Regions from separate parts of the Mus musculus genome. Here region 1 is linked to region 2. Evidence: chromatin contacts called from public HiChIP or PLAC-seq data. All regions are on one chromosome and are shown on one strand. The core of a region is the stretch at or near the end of the contact, and the rest is flanking DNA. Distances in the headings are between cores, read along the strand shown.

Region 1 (6,651 bases), core at 668-3,167, 520 kb before region 2:
GAACAGGTCCACCTCCTCCACATCCTATTAACTTTTCTCTTCACCTTCCTCTGCTGGGTGGTGGGCTAGAGGTTGAACCCATAGGTTGCAAAAAAATGAATGCCTACAGTGGTACATACTTCTTATATTGATTGATTAATTGATTGATCAATTTTGGCTTTTTGTTTGTTTTCTGATTTTCGAGACAGGGTTTCTCTGTATAGTCCTGGCTGTCCTGGAACTCACTTTGTAGACCAGGCTGGCCTCAAACTCAGAAATCCACCTGCCTCTGCCTCCCGAGTGCTGGGATTAAAGACAGACACACCAGGCTCAACTTATTTTTATTATTTTGAATTATGTGTTTGTGTGTGCCCTAGCTAGACCGGGCTGGCTGGAACTCAGAAATCTGCCTGCCTCTGACTCCCAAGTGCTGGGATTAAAGGCATGCGTCACCACCGCCTGGTGAGAAACTGTGTCTTAAACAAAACATATAAAGAAAGCACACCTTTAAACTCCAAGAGCTTGCATCAGATGACATCAAAGCAGACACAGGGTGGGAGCTAACTTAGAGGAATTCCAAAGCTTCAGGAATGACTGCCCTAAGGTTCATTCCAGCCTCTAGGAGGGCAGCGTTCCTTCATACCCAGAAGGCTGCTGCAGAGGCCTGCAAAGGCTAAAGGAAGCCCAAACTCTCCTGCGCCAGCCCTTCACTGGAGCTGGAGGGGTCTGATGTGAGCCCCAACAGCTGGGGTGGCCTGACACCCTGTCTGTGACAAACCCAGTTGACTCTTGAATTTGAAACCCACCAGGGGTCACAGACATCTCCTAACCCCTCAGGGATGCAGGTGGAAGGTCCTGGGGAGGAGACAACTCAGCCCCATCACTAATGCTGTGCCCTGCACAGCATCTGAGGCTTCCTCCCTTCTCCCTCCACCTCCTCTGTTCAGCATGTCCTTCCTCTCTCTGATGCATGAGTTAGACCCCCCAAACATCTCTCTCATGAGGTCTGTCCACAGGCTGCTGGGCACAGGACCCTGGCAGGATGAAGGCAGGACATCCTCATGGACAGAGGACAGAATGAGACAGGATAGAAACTCTGAATGTCACTTACTTGGCTATGCCCTGGATGGATGCCAGGGATGGAATGAGGGAGTTCTTAGGCAAGGAGGTCTTGCACTTCAGAGCTAAAACTAGGAATGCCGGGGAGGTCAGAGGACAATTTGTGGGAATTGATTCTCTCCTTCCACCAAGTAGGTCACGGGGATTGAACTCGGGTCATCAGGCTTAGCTACAAACACCTTTACCCACCAAGGCATCCTCCTGGACTCATTTTATGAGTCAGTATCTCCCTATGTAGCCAATGCAGATCTCCAATTAATGATTCTCCTGCCTCAGCTTCATGAGTGCTGGGATTATAGGTGTGTGTTTGCATGACCAGAAAACACACATTAAGAAGTAATTAGTTTTGAGACAGAGTCTCACTGTGTATCCCTGGCAGGTTTGGAACTCACTAGGTCGACCAGTCTGGCCTCCAACTCACAAAGCTCTGCCTGCCTTTGCCTCCCAGGTACTGAGATTAAAGATGTGTGTATCTGGCAAATACATACTTTTTTAATGATGGGCTTTGAATGACATATAAGGCCCCAACTACTCCTCATATTCAACTTGTGCAACTGCCTTAGGGAGCAAATTGCATTCTGGGAAGTCAGATGAGTGACAGGCTTCTGCCTTCCAAAAGTTATCACGGCCACTGTGATGCGTTGTAATCAATACTGCCCACCCTCTGGAAGGTACAGCTTAAGCAGGAAGTGACTTTGGTCACTTCTGGTTGAATACCTCTTCAGCTTTTGTTCCTGGGACCCAACACAGAAATAACAACAGGATTTAAAGATTGACGGACCCCAAAGGATTAGTCACCAGGCGATGAGTAACTCCAGGAAGAACTGAAGCAATTTTTAGCCTGGGTGCAGAAAGACAGCGAGTCCCAAGAACAAAAGGCGCTTTCTGAGCCTGGGAGGAAAGCCAGCGCTGTGTCCATCAAGACGCAGGTGGTCCAGCCCCTGCTTGGTCCTCCCTCCTGCAGAAGTCAGGGACCCAGTGTGATCTGCCTCCTCAGTGAACCTTGTCCCTGTGGAGAAGTGGGTACAGCTGACTGCTGGGGCAGTCTCCCCTAACCCCAGCAACTAGACACAGAGAGTGAGGTCAGCTTTCCTACCTCAGCCTGGCTCCCTTCCTACAGCTGCCTGCATCCCTATCTGCTGTCCATGGACTAGTGGCTTCTGCGTGGCCAGGAAAGACCGACTTAGTGGTAGAGAGTCTCTGGGTGGGTTACTATGGAAACAGACCCATGGTTTACAAGACCCTCAAGTCCCTCTTGAGAGCTATCCACCACATGTAGGGGTTCAGGACATTTAGGAGGCCGTCCTGCCTAACAGGAGGGGAGGTCAAAGGCTGTCTACTCCCAGGTTGCTTTTACCTCTTCTCTCCTTCCTCTCTTTGGTCTTTTATCCTTTCTCTTCACTTCCCTCTTCTCCTTTGTTCTTTTCTGAGACATGTCTCATTCAGTAGTCCAGACTAGCCTGGAATTCATGGCAATCCTTCTGCCTCAGCTCCTGAGTCCTGAGATTACAGGTATAGGTCACATGCCCAGCACCCAGGTGACCCTTGTCATTGTCATGGTAAAAATATGAAGTGATGGACACTTCAGTAGTGTCCTTTCCTGTCTCCTCCCTGTCACCTCCATCAACCAAAGCAGCCCTTCCCCTGCCCTCCTTGAGCCTCAAGTCCAGCTATTCCTCCAGCTGGGGCCCAGTCCCATCTCTTCCTCCACTCCATCCTTCCCCAGAGGCCACCAGGGAACCTATCCCAGACTCTAGCTCCTGCATGCTCCCACTGGTCTCCACAGCCTTTCTGACTGGGCTGTACCTGGCCAGCCCTCTGTCCTCTGCTGCCTGGGCCTTTATGCCTGTTACCTCTGCACACCTTGCCTCAGGGTTCCCTCTGTCCCTATCCCAGCTTGTCGCTGGATAACATCCTTTCACCTTTGGGTGTAGAGCAGCCTTGGCCTTTATCATGGCTGTGAGCCATGAGAGGGCTGGTTTCCTGTGACACACGTCTGGTATGCAAGCACACATGGCTTTCTGAGACTGTGGCAGAACAGCTGTGCATCACCTAGACTTTTCATATGGATTACATGTTGAAATGGTAACTTTTTGGTATTTCTGAATAAATCCCCCCTTTTTTTTTAATTTATTTTATGTGAGTACACTGTAGCTGTACAGATGGTTGTGAGCCATCCTGTGGTTGGTGGGAATTGAACTCAGGAATCCCTCTTGCTCCAACCCAAAGATAGATTTATTATTATACATAAGTACACTGTAGCTGTTTTCAGACACACCAGAAGAGGGCGTCAGATCTCATTATGGATGGTTGTGAGCCACTCATATATATAAAATAAATAAATCTTGTCTTCTAAGGCAGGGTCTCAGTGCATAGTCCTGTAACTTGTCATGTAGAGAGCTCTGCCTCCACCTCCTAAGCTCTGGATGTACTTTATATCATGCTAGGTCTAAACTGTTATTTGTGTTGTATGAATGGTTCCTGGTTGTCTGAGTTCTCTGGCTCTTGGAGAAGCCTCTTCCAACCTCCATTTGCCACAATCCTTCCTGAGGTAGGCTGAAAAACTTTCTGGGCCTCCTGTCCATGTGCCCTTTTCCTCTAGCTGACTTGAGTGGGTTTTGATCTTACAACATGTGGACCACGGCTGGGGACACATTATGCATTTTCTCCCTATGGTGAAGATGGGCTTTGCACTCAGGGCCCAGATCCTCTGCTTTAGACACAGTGAATGGCAGTGAGCAGTCCCAGGACAGGATCAACCAAGTGCCTGAACGAGCTCACTGGCTCTGGGGAAACAGGGATAGGTACCCGCTGTGTCCTGTTTTCAAAAACGACAGATGCCTGAGTTTTCCAGACCCTGACATGACAGTCATTCCAGAGGTCTATTTTTATACACACAGAGGCAACATCAAAGACCAATCCGAAGATAAAAATACATTTCTTTTAATTGGTCTTGGCTTTGATTTGTACCAACAAGCCCTGGAAACACCAATACAATTTGATGGTAAACAAATAGCACTGTGGCAGTTAGAGAAAACACAGACCCACTTCCCAGGCAGGCGACTGCTTCCCAACCCCCCCTCATGCTCCTTCCTGTGCGTGTCCCAGCAGTAGCCTGGCTGAGGCAGGGAGACCACCGGTGTGGGGCCAGTGTGGGATAGGATACATACTGAGACATTATTATTATTTTTAAAAAGGAAAGAAAAAAAAGTTAGTTTGAAACCAAATTGTGCAGAACTGACCACATCCATACTAAGGATGGAGATAGTCGCATCAAACACTAACTCGGTCTGCCCGCACTAAGATTTGCTTCTCTGGACTTGAAGAAATTTAACAGCAATTTTACTTGAGAATCTGCATCCAGGACCAGGATGCCATTCTAAATGCACTCCTTCATGGAGTGGAGCCTTCCTGTGCTGTGCAGGAATTGGTCCAGGCATGGCGACGCCCACCTGTCAACCTAGCACTGAGGTCTCACCCTCCATCTTGGGAGCAATTTTGGTAGGAGATGTGCTTTGACTAAGACAAGGACACTCACAGTCCCCGAGGATGGGCGGCCATTGTGAAAATGGTGTGAGGTTGTTTTCTATTACTGCTACCTGGTGTCTTGCTCTACACCACTGGGCTGTATGACCCTCTTGGCTATATTAACCTATCTTTAAAACAGAAAATGGCTGGGTGCACTCAACTTTTTAAATAAGAAGCTAGGCATCTGCTGCCACGACCTTAACCTTCCTACACAGGTTTTAGTTTTGAATGTAATGGTCAAACTCAGCACGCTGTAACCATGCAACTACAAGTGACACTGCACAAGACCTACTGTGACACAAGCAAAACATCATCTCCATTTTTATGGCCTAGTGATATACTTTGTGACTGAGCAGGCAGAGGACAAAGTCACCACTTGGTTCCTTCCGGGAATGGCATTCGGGAGTCAGTTGGTTCAAGACTTAGAAATGGAGCCAGACGTGGTGGCGCACGCCTTTAATCCCAGCACTCGGGAGGCAGAGGCAGGCCGATTTCTGAGTTCGAGGCCAGCCTGATCTACAAAGTGAGTTCCAGGACGGCCAGGGCTACACAGAGAAATCCTGTCTGGAAAAAACAAACAAACAAACAAACAAACAAACAAACAAACAAAAAAGACGACTTGGAAATGGACCCCGTGACTGTGTGGAGCAAAGCCGGGGCAGGTACCCGAGCTTTGCGATCCCAACAGGAGCGAGCTGCAGTCCTCCCGAGGGGCAGCGGGGTGAAAAGTAGGGCTCCAGCACAGGGTGCACAGAGTAGGACATACTTGGGGAGATCCTGCGCACAGTAGGCAAGCTCACAGAGCTCTGAGTGCTTGAGATGCAGGGCCTTGCCACTTCAAGCCTGCAGCGCCTAACGGTAGAAGCAGGAGCTGCGCCTCCTATTGTGCTTAATCCCACGGCCTCTCCACCTCTCAGACCCAAGGTGGTTTCCTTAAATAAGAGCAGTCGCCACGTAGGCTTCTCTCTAAAGAAGGAGCCAGATTTGCTTTGGTGGAAGTCTGAGCAGCTCCCTGGGTTCCGCACTAAGCAAGAAGAGCTGTATAAAACCCATGGAGGCAGCTAACAGGCTTCTACTCCTGGGCAGCCAACTTCCAGGTCAGGCAAGAGCTGGGGTCCAGACCCTACTGGTGCAGTCAGGGAGGCCCTGGGAAAACTGTGCTAATGTGGGCAGCAGCCTGGGGGCTACTGGCCCTCCTGAAAAGACACTTTGGGCTTGCTATAGAGGTAGGAAGACAGGGACAGGAACAGGCCAGGCAGAGGAGGAGAAGCCTCCGGGAAAAGTGGCTTTCCCCTACCCCCCCACCTGTCTAGCCTCCTGCTGGTCACCCGTAGAAAAGCTACACTATTGCTCATTCCATTTCAGGAGTCAATCCCAGGAAAAACAGCCACATGCCCGCAGATGGGCCTGAAGCTGCCATGCTTTCACAAGGGACAGAGACTGCAGCCACCCAGAAAGGCGTGCAATCCACAGTGGTGGTGCAGCAATGGGTATGGAGGAGGGGGCTCCGTGTACCAACAGCACTCAGTCCTCAGTGAGGGTGTGCGCAGATGTGCACCGTGGGCTGCAAGCCTAGCAGGAAGGCCTGTGGTCCAGGTTCAGAACATCTGTCCCACTCATGGGTATTTGTAAAGTAATTAAAAAGCCCAACTTTAAAAGTTATAATTTATAGAACATCCGGTATAAAAGCAGGCTTCAGAAAGGGCTTCTGGCTCTCAGAAGAAGTCCGCAGCCCTTGGCCTTCTCTTTGGGGTGGTGGCTGGTAGCCTCATGGGCGACAGAGGAGTGCTGGCCGGGGAGCTCGTGGCGGTCTTCAGCACTCCGTGGAGTGGCCTCTGCTCAGGGTTAAAGGCCACTCTGGAGAGGCCTGTGGGGCTGACCAGGATACTCTTGTCTGTCTTCTTAAATTCTGTCCCAAAAGAAAGTGAGGCTATTTACTCAGTTTATTTAGTTGGGTGTCATGCCTGTCCTTTCCAGGTACACAGGGCTCTTGGCTTATATTCCCAAGGCCCCTGAAATGCAGGA
Region 2 (6,425 bases), core at 2,525-5,024:
AAAAGCAAATTAATAACAGGGAAGCTTGCAGAAGGGTAATAGTGTGTGAAGAGGGAATTCAGGAATGAGGGAGACCAGCAGTGGCTTAAATGGGTTCTCTAAAGCCAATGGAAGGCAGACAGTGGCCAGCTTTTAAGAGTTGTGCAGATTTAAGTCTGTAGAGGGTGAGACAGGGAGAGGGAGACTTCCTGGACAAAATGACTCTACACTCCCATCCCTCCCCCTAGAGTGTCTCTGGTATCTACTAGTTTCAAAATGGTCAGCTTGTACTCATGAGGTATGTTTGGAGTGATGTATGATGGTGTCCTATAAAGGACTGTGTTCTCACACCGTTCCCTATGACGAAGGACCACAAAGTCCTTTCTGTTGGTGGGTTTGTTTTCGAGACAGGGTCTAACTATGTAGTCTACCAGCTGTCCTGGAACTCGATTATAAACCAGGCTGGTCCCAAACTCAGAGATCTGCCTCCTGAGGGTTGGGATTAAAGGGATGAGCCACTGCGTCTGGCTTTAGGACCAAGACTAAGTCTTATGCAATAAAGATCTTTAAAAGACTTAACAGCTGGATGGAAATAATGCATAATTAGCTTAGCACCTGTTAAGCATGTGTAGGTTTCCAAAGCCCTTCAAGTAGCATTTGTTACTTAGTTAAAAGTTCTCCGGAAGCTTCTGCTTGGGTCAGTTAACAGGACAAGTTCGAATTCTTCATCTGAATTACTGGCGATGAGGGCAGGCCAAAGAGTCCTGTGTAATCAGTTTCCATGGTTTCCATGGCTTGCTTGCTTATTTTTGTGTAGAGGAGGTATTTTATCATTTTCTTTTTCATTGGAAAGCTGGCCGTAGTGTTGCACACTTGGAACCCTAGCTTTTTGGAGCCAGAAGGCAGGAGGATTGAGAGTTGGAGGCCAGCCTGGGCTACAGAGTGAGCGTTTGCCTGGAAACAAAACCAAAACTAAATAAAAACAGGGCTGTGTGCCTGCAGCACTTAGGGCAGTGGTTTGTTCTCAACTTTCCTAATGCTGTGCCTTAGGGTTTTACTGCTGTGAACAGACACCATGACCAAGACAACTCTTTTTTTTTTTCTTAAGGATTTTATTTATTTATTATATGTAAGTACACTGTAATTGTTTTTCATTTGACACACCAGAAGAGGGCATCTGATCTCATTACAGATGGTTGTGAGCCACTATGTGGTTGCTGGGATTTGAACTCAGGACCTCTGGAAGAGCAGTCAGTGCTCTTAACCACTGAGCCATCTCTTCTGCCCCAAGGCAACTCTTTTTTTTTTTTTTTTGTTTTGTTTTGTTTTCGAGACAGGGTTTCTCTGTGTAGCCCTGGCTGTCCTGGAACTCACTCTGTAGACCAGGCTGGCCTCGAACTCAGAAATCCACCAGCCTCTGCCTCCCAAGTGCTGGGATTAAAGGGTGCACCACCACCGCCAGGCTCCAAGGCAACTCTTATAAGGACAACATTTGATTGGGACTGGCTTACAGGTTCAGAGGTTCAGTCCATTATCTCCAAGGTGGGAACATGGCAGCATCCAGGCAGGCCCAGTGCAGGAGGAGCTGAGAGTTCTACATGTTCATATTGAAGGCTGCTAGCAGAATACTGACTTCCAGGCAGCTAGGATGAGTGTCTTATAGCCCACACCCACAGTGACACAACTACTCCAACAGAGCCACAACTTCTAATAGTGCCACTCCCTGGACTGATCATATGCAAACCATCACATGCTGCAAACCTTTAATACAGTTCCTCATGTTGTGGTGGACCCCCCCACCATAAAATTATTTCCTTGCTACTCCCGAAGTGTAATTTTGCTACTGTTATGAATTGTAATGTAAATATCATTATTTTCTGATAGTCTTAGGTGACCCCTGTAAAAGGATGTTTGACCCCAAATGAGTCTAGACTCACAGGTTGAGAACCACTGCTGCCCCTTTAAAAGGCTATAACGTGAGCTGGAGAGATGCCTCAGAGGTTAAGAGCACTGACTGCTCTTGCAGAGGTCCCCGAGTTCAATTCCAAGCCATCACATGGTGGCTCACCACCATTTGTAATGGGATCTGACGTCCCCTTCTGGTGTGTCTGAAGACAGCTACAGTGTACTCACACTTGATGTTAGCCAAAAGGCCGAGAAGCGATTGTATTCACATATATAAAATTAAAGAAATAAAAATAAAATAAAATTTAAAAGGCTGTAATGGGGAAGAACCTGTAGGAACTAAGCTCTACCTCCGGGTTCATCTTTTTGGACATCCCCTTATGATGTGGGACTGCACAGGAGTATGCCCCTCTGCAAGTGTAGGTGAGTCTCCCCTACACAAATCCCGAAAGCTCCCTTCTTCCTCTCGTCCGTGCTCCGACCTGTCTCCACTCCTCTTCTTCTGTGCTCATGGCTGACTCCCCTTCCCCCAGGGGAGCCCATCAGCCAGGGTCCCAGAACTGCAGGATACTTGGCACGCTTTCTTTTTCTCAGTTTCAGAAGTATGTCTTCCTCTCTCTTCCTGGTCATTGGGTCGTGGCACAGATCTGTGGTTCCTCATGGTAGAGCATTGGACTTGGTGCCTCTATTCTCTAGAAGATTCCCCGTGTCTGCAGGGGCAGAAGGCTGGTGGGATCACGAGGTCTTTTCCTCTCTCGGGCCATATCATAGATTCAAGGCATGCTTACAGTACGATAGAAAGCACAGGGGTTTCAAAGACACCGAGGATAACATTCACTATTATACACCCCTCCAAAGTACAGGCAAGGGGTTGTTGCTAACCATCTTTACATTTATTTATTTGTTTGTTTGTTCCTTTGTTTGTTTAGTTAGTTTGTTTGTTTGTTAGGGTTCATGTTGCGTGTGTGGAAATCAAAGAACAACCCCAGCACTTGGGAGGCAGAGGCAGGCGGATTTCTGAGTTCGAGGCCAGCCTGGTCTACAAAGTGAGTTCCAGGACAGCCAGGGCTATACAGAGAGACCTTGTCTCAAAAAACCAAAAAAAATTTTTTAAGATTTTTTTTAGATGTTTTGCCTACATGTATGTATACGTGCCACATGTGTTCCTGATGCCCTTTGAGGTCAGGGGCTGGATCCCCTAGAACTGGAATTACAAATGGTTGGGAACCTTCATATGGGTTCTGGGAACTGAACCCAGGTCCTCCGTAAGAGCAGGAAGTGCTTGTAACTGCTGAGCCATCTTTCCAGTGCCAGTTCATGATTTTGAAACTATGGAGACACGTAATTTCAAAGTGCACAACCAGTCTCTCACGGTCCAGGCCACTCACCACACGTGTCACAAGGTGTGTGTTTTGACAGTCAGTGTCCCATGAGTCTGGATCCTCTCACTGGTGTGTGAATCCCCGCACCCAGCAAGTCTGTCTCGGTGTTCAAGGTGGTAGGACTTAGCCAGCTTCCTCAGGAGCCTCTTTTTATTCAGTGTCTGTACCTGCCTGGGAGCCGTTGGTTTATACATTTTAAAAAAAAAAGGTATTCTTTATCATTTGTTGGGCTAGAAATGTAATACACATAGATCTCCAGAAATAAATCATCAGCTAGGAGGCAACATATCCTTGATGTATTTTGAGTTTACAGCCTTGAGCAGCAATGGGCCCAGATGGGGTTCCCATTCCTCATGTCAAAAGCAAATCCCCTGCATAGCAGCCCCAGCTTGAAAGCTTTAGTCTCCTTCTTCACAGTCGTTTGCTCCCGAGGGTTCTAATCTATTTTCTGTCTCCTTGTCAACATTGCCTCCAGCGAACGAGCGATGTGTGATGCAATCCTTTTAGGCTCACGGAAGAAGAATGCAAGGTCTTATTTATACTGCAGCCTTCTCTGAGGACTGGAACTCACCCTGAGAGGGCTGTGAAGTGAGTGTGTTTTTTACTTAATATGTTAGGTGGGGCCAGGTGTGGTTAAAGTTAGTTTTTCCTTAGGATTTTGGATATTTCTGCAGGCATGAACCTAGAGAGAAGGATATGATAATCCTATGTGATGAGCATGTGACTGCAAAATTAAGGTCTGGGGGACCCAGCTTAACTGTAGGACACGTACTTAACATTTAAGAGGGCCTCCATTCAATCCTAATCACATATGTATGTCCCTTAATTCACACTCTGTCCCCATCACAACCCATATTCTTCCCTCCCTCGTAGAAAAGGGAAATGTGTCCCTGAGGCATGCAGGATTGTCCCATGATTGGCAGCATGGACTCAGAAGTACCAATAGGGTATCAGGCACCCTGGGCAGTGTCTGCGTCATCCTGTTGCCCCGGAGACTGTCTCAAAGTGTAGTGCTGACATACCTCCCTCTGGGTCTCTGAATGACTGCCATAGTAGAGACCACTGACACTGACAATAATAGTGTGTTCCTGTGGTTTCAGAAAACAGGGGATGACCCCAACTTTCATATATATATATATATATATATATATATATATATATGGTTTGGGGGAGTGGCAGTATCGGAGGTGTGGCCTTGTTGGAATAGGTATGTCACTGTGGGTGTGGTCTTTAAGACCCTAGACCTAGCTGCTTGGGAGTCAGTATCCTGCTAGCAGCCTTCAGATGAACATGTAGAACTCTCAGCTCGCCTGGATACTGCTCCCACCTTAATGATAATGGACTGAACCTCTGAATCTGTAAGCCAGCCTCAATTAAATGCTGTCCTTTATAAGACTTGCCTTGGTCATGGTGTCTGTTCACAGCAATAAAACCCTAACTAAGATATATATATATATATATATATATATATATATATATATATATATACACACACACATATATATATCCCCATATATATACATATATATGTACATGTGCTCATGTACAGGCATGTATATATATGTGTGTGTGTGTGTGTATATACATACATATATACATATATATGGGTGATCCATGTATATATATACACACATATACATATATATGTATTATGTGAGCCTGTGTGTGTGCATGGATCATCCATGTGCACCTGTGATAAAGTCAGACCCAGACCTCCCACTTGATGCTCTTCCTCTCATGGACACTGAGTATGGCACTGTCCCCTGTCAACAGAGGGGGGACGTGCCTGGAGTTCCATCCAAATAAGAGGCTGAAACAGGAGATCACATGAACCCTAGAGTTTAAGACCCTGAAACCAAACCAAAACGAATGAAAAGAATTGTCTGTCCCCTTGAAGCCGGTGAGACCTAGAGAAAACTGTTTCTGTTTAGCTGACAGACCCAGGCTCTGACTATAAGACAATCATGACTGTAAAGTGCCCTTTGTCCAGTTCCTCTACCAAATCCAGGGCCAGGCCCATGAGAGAGGCCTCTAAGCTGCTCTAAGGCTTGTGGAACCCTACCCTGTTGCTAAACTACTGGTAATCGAGGGTCTCTATAGCAGTTGCAGTTCCTACGTTGGGCAGCTCACAATCACCTGTAACTCCAGCTGCAGGGGGCTGACATGATACCCTGTTTTGGCCTCCACAATATATATAATTACAAACCGAAACAATATCCTTGGCTAGCGTGATGATGCACATCTCTAATCCCAGCATTCAGGAGGCAGAGGCAGTTGGATCTCTTTTAGTTCAAGGCCAGCCTACACTATATAGTGACTTCCATATCAGCCTGGGCCATGTAGAGAGACCTTGTCTCAAACATACCCCTCCCAAACATAAGGAAGAAAGGAAAAGCCTTTATCAGCAAAACAGCCTGGATTGCCTCAGCGTGAGGATCCTGCAGCTCGGGATCCTCTTTAGAAAGCAGAGCGACAGAGCCTTCCTGGCCGGCTGGCCAGCCTTTAGTAGTTTGTCATTGTTGTCTCTGCTGACAGTGAATGATTCTCTCAATGGGAATATCACAAGAACCTCTGTCGCTGCCAGACTCCTTTGGTACAAAAGTCCTCTGACTGGAAGCCAGCACCATTAGCTGGGGAGGAACAGCTGCGAGGGCCACACATCTGTGAGTCATTTGAACATTTTATGACTAACGAAAAGTATCCATTACCCAGACTTATGCATTATATATGAGCCCAGTGCCTCCACTGTTCATAATGCCAACAGGCCCTTTTGTTTTAGGCTCCCTTTTTCTCCCCTAATGACATACTAACTCCAGCAATAAATCCAAAAAATCAAAAACTTTAAGTCTCTGGCAACACTACACAAAATTCCCTATTCTGCTGTGGAATTCTAAACAACCACAATAGCAACATTAATAAAGACAGTATTCAATGCAAACATGCAGGGAGACCCCTGGAAGGCCAAAAGTTTATGTGTTTTACGGAAAATAACTGAAAGATTAATGCAATAGAGTGTCACAGGATGCCAAAAAAACAAGCCTTAAGTACATGAGGGCGGGGGGGGGGGGTCCTCCCTAAGATGCCTTCTGCATGTAGATGACCTTGGTTTGCAAGAGGGTTTCTGGCTAAACAATGAGGATCTTTTAAAGGGCTCAGTAC

What was found. HiChIP or PLAC-seq counts read pairs in DNA pulled down with a chosen protein or histone mark.
Region 1: an H3K27ac HiChIP or PLAC-seq map of trophoblast stem cells shows a contact between it and region 2, with 4 times the contacts expected there. The contact joins two enhancer-like sites. A contact is called at or near these places in 3 of 115 datasets of contacts at active chromatin or transcription factors (regulatory T cells, stem cell-derived neural progenitor cells and trophoblast stem cells) and 1 of 9 other capture datasets (embryonic stem cells).

Annotation. Positions count from the first base shown.
Region 1 is chr17:32,060,232-32,066,882 of GRCm38.p6, reverse strand. Rrp1b (ribosomal RNA processing 1 homolog B (S. cerevisiae)) reads right to left here. Exons shown (of 16, transcript NM_028244.2): 16 at 4,021-6,535. The coding sequence ends at 6,342. Among named protein-coding and RNA genes, the nearest start is that of Rrp1b, 27 kb to the right of the region's middle. Within about 2 kb of position 1,917, at least 46 of the 459 cell types and tissues checked have an H3K27ac peak or open chromatin away from gene starts, as enhancers often do. A contact at or near this core is called in trophoblast stem cells, where this site is marked.
Region 2 is chr17:31,541,105-31,547,529 of GRCm38.p6, reverse strand. No RefSeq gene overlaps it. Among named protein-coding and RNA genes, the nearest start is that of Pknox1, 20 kb to the left of the region's middle. Within about 2 kb of position 3,774, at least 12 of the 459 cell types and tissues checked have an H3K27ac peak or open chromatin away from gene starts, as enhancers often do. A contact at or near this core is called in trophoblast stem cells, where this site is marked.